Linked DNA regions of Sus scrofa: region 1 is linked to region 2. The links are chromatin contacts, called in public HiChIP or PLAC-seq maps. All regions are on one chromosome and are shown on one strand. The core of a region is the stretch at or near the end of the contact, and the rest is flanking DNA. Distances in the headings are between cores, read along the strand shown.

Region 1 (2,856 bases), core at 291-2,790, 210 kb after region 2:
TTCTCTAAATCCATCCTGGACGTGAAGAAAAACTTAACAAAACTGAAAATCTTCCTTTTCTAAGAAGATACATTGTAACACTTTTATTTTTTCTTAACTGGTAAAGGTATACGCCTTTATTAAAATTAAAAATTAAAGTTTCCCGAAGCACAAGGTAACAGTTGACACTTAGATGCTTTGAAGGGTCCTCTAGGGAGAAAAGGCAAGAAGGGGAAAAAAAATGTGGTGGCAGTTACAACAAATTAACAACATATAATAAAAATGCCATAAACACGTGGCATACATAATAAATCTAATCAAGTCTACAAGGCGGGCAGATAAAAATGATTAACTGCCACTATCCTTGAAAAGAAAAGAAAAATTTTGTCCCCTGTTATTCATCACAGCTAATGTTCTGACCCTAAATCTAACATGCAGATCGAACCATCTTTAGAGCAACACACTGTACCAAGGAGAACAGCCTTTTCACTTCCTATTTTATTTTCTGAGAAATCAGGAAAACAAACATGTTAGAGCCACTTTTTAATTAAAGCTGTGGCTTTTGGGGATGTTGATAAAACTTCTCAGAATCTTTGCCTCTATCAACAGAAGAAAAAAAAAAAAAAAACAAAACAAAACACAAAAAACCAACAGCAAAACCCACCAGTCTCAGAACTACTACCTGTCTGGAGGTAACATGCAGTCACTTTTTTAATTGGTTGCCTGCATTTGATTCCTGATTCTGATATGTTACCAATTTAGCAAGGCCTCCAGCCAATGAGGAATCTATATGCTAAATCTGTAAGGTGTGGACGTAAACATCTCCAAAAGGGAATGTGCGAAAACTGAAGCTCGCCTCAAAGGGAGAGTCTGTGGCATAAAAAAGACGTGGGTCACTTCCACAAGAGGCGTGCAGGTCTTCCTGCACCAAGACTATCACCTTGGCAGGGAGCAGGTCTGAGTCTGCTTTGCTCTCAGAGTTAAGATTCTCCAGAGAAAACCACTGTGACAAGAAGCGTTGCCTCAAGTGGGGATTAAACACGCTGACATATAAAAAAATAAAAAATAAGATTTGGGGGGAAAAAAAGCTGAAGAGGTTCAAATGAACAAAATCCTACTTGTTCCTCAAAAGAAAAACAAAGAGCTTTCAGAAACATCTCCTCTGAGAGATGTAATAGAATATGAGTAAATTATAACAATTAAAAACCATTAAAGATAGAATAATTGAGAATACCTGTTTGGGTAACAATGACTTTCTTGAATTCCTCATAACAGAGGGTCTATTTTTAATCACTCTTTTTGCAAAACCTTGCATAATTTAACAATAATTATGGATTTTTAATTTTTCTACATCCACAAGAACGTAAAGTGAAAACCATAAATTATATACTAACTCCAGCTGTTAAATGTTGGCATTTTGTCTTTAAAAAAAAAAAAAGTTCAAAAAAATCTGTTTCCTTAAACCAAGGAAATGTGGGAAAAGGCCATCCTGCCAGTGGAAACCTTCAGCAGCAGAAAGCTCACGCTGCGGTTTCTTGCCGAGGCAGCAAACTCCACTGAAAGAGAAGTTGCTGCCAACTCAAATACTGTTTGCTTTCACACCCAAGAACAAACTGTGTGCACGGCGAAGGCATCCGAAGGGCTGGGAGCAGCTGGAGAGGACTGGAGAAAGGTAACAGTGGTGTCAGAGCTACTGTAAACTGGTTCTCGCTTTTCTATCAGCAAGTCAGCATCCCAGAAAACAGCGCGTCCAGCAGCCCGACTTCAGTACCTGCTGTATGTAATTCAAAACCTGCTTTTTCCAAGTCAACAAGCCAAGGGACTTTTCGGAAAGGGAAGGTGGAGGGGGGGAAGATCACTCAGACAAATGAAACACAGGCTCCTTCCGTGTGATTCCAAGGGTCGGTGAGACGCAGGTTTCAACAGAGCAATGAGAAATTTCCCTCTCTCGGTGCAACATGTAAGCCACTTGCTCTGTAAGCAGGAAATGCAAAGGAAGTGTTTACTGCAACCTTGTAAACCAAAGGCAGAAAGCTCTGCCAAAGCAAACATCATGATGGCAAGGGCTTTGCTGCCCCAAAGGCCCTTCAAGTTCCCTTTCTGCCCCCACGGATGGGTGTCGCTAAGGATGTGGCAGGCGGGGGTGAGGAATTCTATAGGAAGAGAAACAGCCCAAGTCTCCAAAAAGCAAAGGTTTGTACCACGAGGACTTTCTATTCTGGTTTCAAATAAACGAAGGCCAGCTAATTGTTGGGATGGCACTATTTGAGACCCAAAGTAAAAATGGTCAAATAAGAAAATCTGTTTCTTCCCTTTGCTCATACAGCTTTGAAGTAATGTTTAAAATGATCACACAGTCGGTTAAAATGGTCAATTTCATGTTATGCATATTTTACTACAAAAAAAAAGAAATTTACCCTGCAGCGCCATGGAGGTGGGAAGAAAAGTCTTCCATCTGAGACAAACTATATGTTATGAAATTCTGCCTCCCCGTGCCTGGCATGCTCACTTCCAGAATCAAACACAGTTCATCATTTTAAGGAAGAATCTTTTTCAAAGTGGAAAATGATATGGTTTCTTCAAAAACCCCTACTTTCTCCAAGCCCCCCTCCTTCCTCCAAAACTGTGACTTAAAAAAAAAAAAAAAAAAAAAAAAAACAGCTCACAAAAATGTCATGAGCTCAAAACATGTATATAAAGGAAATGGTGAATCTGCATGAATGGAAGATCTAAATATTCCCCACCTAAAAAAATATAAAGTTTACCCAGGGCAAAAAATATCACATATTTCCAATTCCAGATTGGACCTAGTAAAGTTTCAATATTAAGAGTCAACTTTATTGACTGACTTCCTCTAGTTTAAAATTAGAAACCTTT
Region 2 (2,809 bases), core at 99-2,598:
TTCCTACTTAAATTACAGCATTTCACAACTCTCTGCAAAAAGCGAAACACTATCCACAGGCAGTTTATTGTAAAAACTGATCTATGCATTAATCTGACCTTCACTTAAACAGCTCCTCAACCACAAGGAATGGAGGAAAAAAACAAAAGCACCTAATGTCAGCGATCACATTGCGAGTACCATCAAACTGCTAAATCTATTAACTTTTGTTTTCTTTTTTCACTATTATTAAACTGGAAAGAAAAATTCAACTGGAAAAATTGTGCCTTTTTGGTTCCCTTGTCATCATGTAATAAGTATGAGAAATATATGTGCAATGGCCAAATGGCCGGTAGACAAAACACCCACTCTAAGTGACGTACTGTTTTCCATACCACTCAGACAAAATCAAAACAACAGAACTGCTGCAAACAAAAACAAAATAACATTTCCCATCAGCATTCCAGACAGAGAAAATTTACAGGAAAAGAAGCTGGGAAAAGAACCAGAATGAAATAACTGTTCATACCTCCACTCGTGGTGGAACCATGGCTTCAGACAAACAGCACGGACTTGAGCACTGAAATGTTTAACCATTGATAAAATGTTTGCCAGTGTTGGAAAAGTTTTTTTTTTTTTTCTTTTTTAGGCAAACATTTGCCCTGTTTAAAGTGATGAAGTGCTTCTATAGAACTGAGGGGCCTACATTTCTCTCTTTTTTTTTTTTTTAAGCGAGGGGAGGGGGGTGAGGAGGGAGGGGGGAGACTTATGATAAGAAAAGAAACTTCAGTCGCAGCAGTATCCAGAAGCAAGTGTGTCATTTAATTAATTCTCCTTTCGCTGAGAGATAGAGAAATGTTTCCTGGTGCTGCTAAGTCTGTCTGGCAGGAGAATGTAAAACTCACTTGAAAAAGTGAAGATGATCTCTTTTTATAGCTGAGTCACATGTGTGTAACTTTATGAACGCATCGGCTCCCGGGAAGTTACTGGATCAGGGTTTCGCCTAGATACCTGCCCATAAACTGAGGCAGCGAGAGGTGACTATCAACAGCTGTATCCACCGATTTCATCGAGTCAGTTTACAGTGTCTCCATCACCGTGGATTCTTGTCAGCTGCACTCTCGCTAACACAATTCCTGTGTTTTGCCTGGCAGTAAATGGACGCTTCTGCCCTAGCGTCGTCTAAACAACTCCGTTAACATTTGCCCCCGAGCGTCTCTCTCTTTGTCCAGTCCCTGTCTTCTAACAGATGTCATCCAAGCCTAATCAAGCATAAAATGGTCATAAATATTTCTTTCTGGTAGATTTCACATTCGCATTTCATGCAGGGACATGATATTTTTCTGCTACCTCCAGGGAGAGCCTAATGCAAAAACCAGTTACTTACATTCTAGCCTCATGGTCCTTGAGTAAAATGCAGAACATGTTCTCAGCTCGGAGACATAAAAAGGCTTAAGACTTTATCTTTGGTCTTTTGTTTAACTGCACCTTTTTTCTTTGCGTTTTTTCCCCCCCAAATGCATCTTCATTTTCCAGTTTACACTTAGGCGTTACAAATGTTCCTTTGTGCATGTGAAACTATAAAACGAGATCTAAAATGGGACTACGTCTACCGTATTTCAGCAACTTCAGGTTTTCAACCTTAGATCCTTAATTACTTGCAAAAGGAGATTTTTTTTTTTTTTTGCTCAGATACCTCATTCAAATAACAAGCTATTTGGAAAGTAGATGAGATAAGGGGAGGGCTCTTTTCTTGGGGTTCATTTTACGCGCTATTTTGCAACCTTTTCATCACATTCCGTTAAAACAATGGGATGAAGCCGGGATACAAATTTAAGGTTCATGCCAATTTACCAGATGAGAAAAGGAAAGATTATCACGAGATAGGCCCCGTTTCTAAGACTGAAACTTTGATCAAGCAGGGGAAGCTCCTTCAGACAATTAAGTTGCCTCCTTAAGGAGGGAAGAACTGGTAATCGGCACAATCATATTTGTCTTCTGGAAACTTAGTAAATAATGAGCCTTAAACTAAAATAAAACTATCCTAATAATACTTTTGAGGCCATATGTCTGTGTTTCTCTTTCCTATTCCCTTTGTCAAAACACACATCTTATACTGCTATTTAAAGCGAACTGCAAAACACTTAGCGGTATATATCACAACAATGGCACTCCCCCCACCCTTCACTCCGCTGAGCCTAATATTTGATTACTGCTAGTCAAATCAAGCTTTCAGGCAAATAATCTCCATTTTTAAAGTTAATGAGATATGGTCATGTCGACAACAGCTTGCAGAAACTTTTAATTTTAATTCCTGCAGGCTGTGCTGGCCTCTTTTACAGCAACTACTGTATGAATGAGTCAAATTTGCCAACATGGCTTATGTAGACAAGTGCACACTAATTAAAAATACCCACTGGTATCATAATTTAAATACCATGAAAATAAACTGTGAAAGTCGCTCGGATCCAGTCTCATGGTTCCCTTTGAGCGCGCGCTTCCTTTGACTATAGGATGTTTTATTGCTGGCGTGTTCTTAGCTGAAAACCACTTTGCATCTTGGAGGAATCTGAGAGTGTAATATAATTACACAATTTGTGTTAATATTTGTTTCTCATAAGCTGTTAAGCAGGCCTCCCAGAACGACCACTAATTGAGAAAACCATACTGCGGAGGCAAGCGACGAAGTGACACTCTTGATTTAAGGTCCCTTACAACTTCTCTTGGGTCTATGGTAACTTCTCTGGTCGCTCTCAGCTCAAGCCACGAGGAGATCATAGAGAAAACACGGTTGTTTTTGTCAGTCTTTCTTTTATCCTTATAAAGTTTT

Evidence for each region. HiChIP or PLAC-seq counts read pairs in DNA pulled down with a chosen protein or histone mark.
Region 1: a contact with region 2 is called in an H3K27ac HiChIP or PLAC-seq map of skeletal muscle, with 3 times the contacts expected there. The contact joins two enhancer-like sites. A contact is called at or near these places in 1 of 47 Hi-C or Micro-C datasets (epiblast stem cells) and 1 of 2 datasets of contacts at active chromatin or transcription factors (skeletal muscle).

What each region holds. Positions count from the first base shown.
Region 1 is chr13:52,776,526-52,779,381 of Sscrofa11.1, forward strand. The region is part of intron 3 of FOXP1 (forkhead box protein P1); the gene reads right to left. Among named protein-coding and RNA genes, the nearest start is that of FOXP1, 200 kb to the right of the region's middle. Within about 2 kb of position 1,541, at least 31 of the 83 cell types and tissues checked have an H3K27ac peak or open chromatin away from gene starts, as enhancers often do. A contact at or near this core is called in skeletal muscle, where this site is marked.
Region 2 is chr13:52,564,118-52,566,926 of Sscrofa11.1, forward strand. The region is part of intron 6 of FOXP1 (forkhead box protein P1); the gene reads right to left. Among named protein-coding and RNA genes, the nearest start is that of FOXP1, 410 kb to the right of the region's middle. Within about 2 kb of position 1,349, at least 10 of the 83 cell types and tissues checked have an H3K27ac peak or open chromatin away from gene starts, as enhancers often do. A contact at or near this core is called in skeletal muscle, where this site is marked.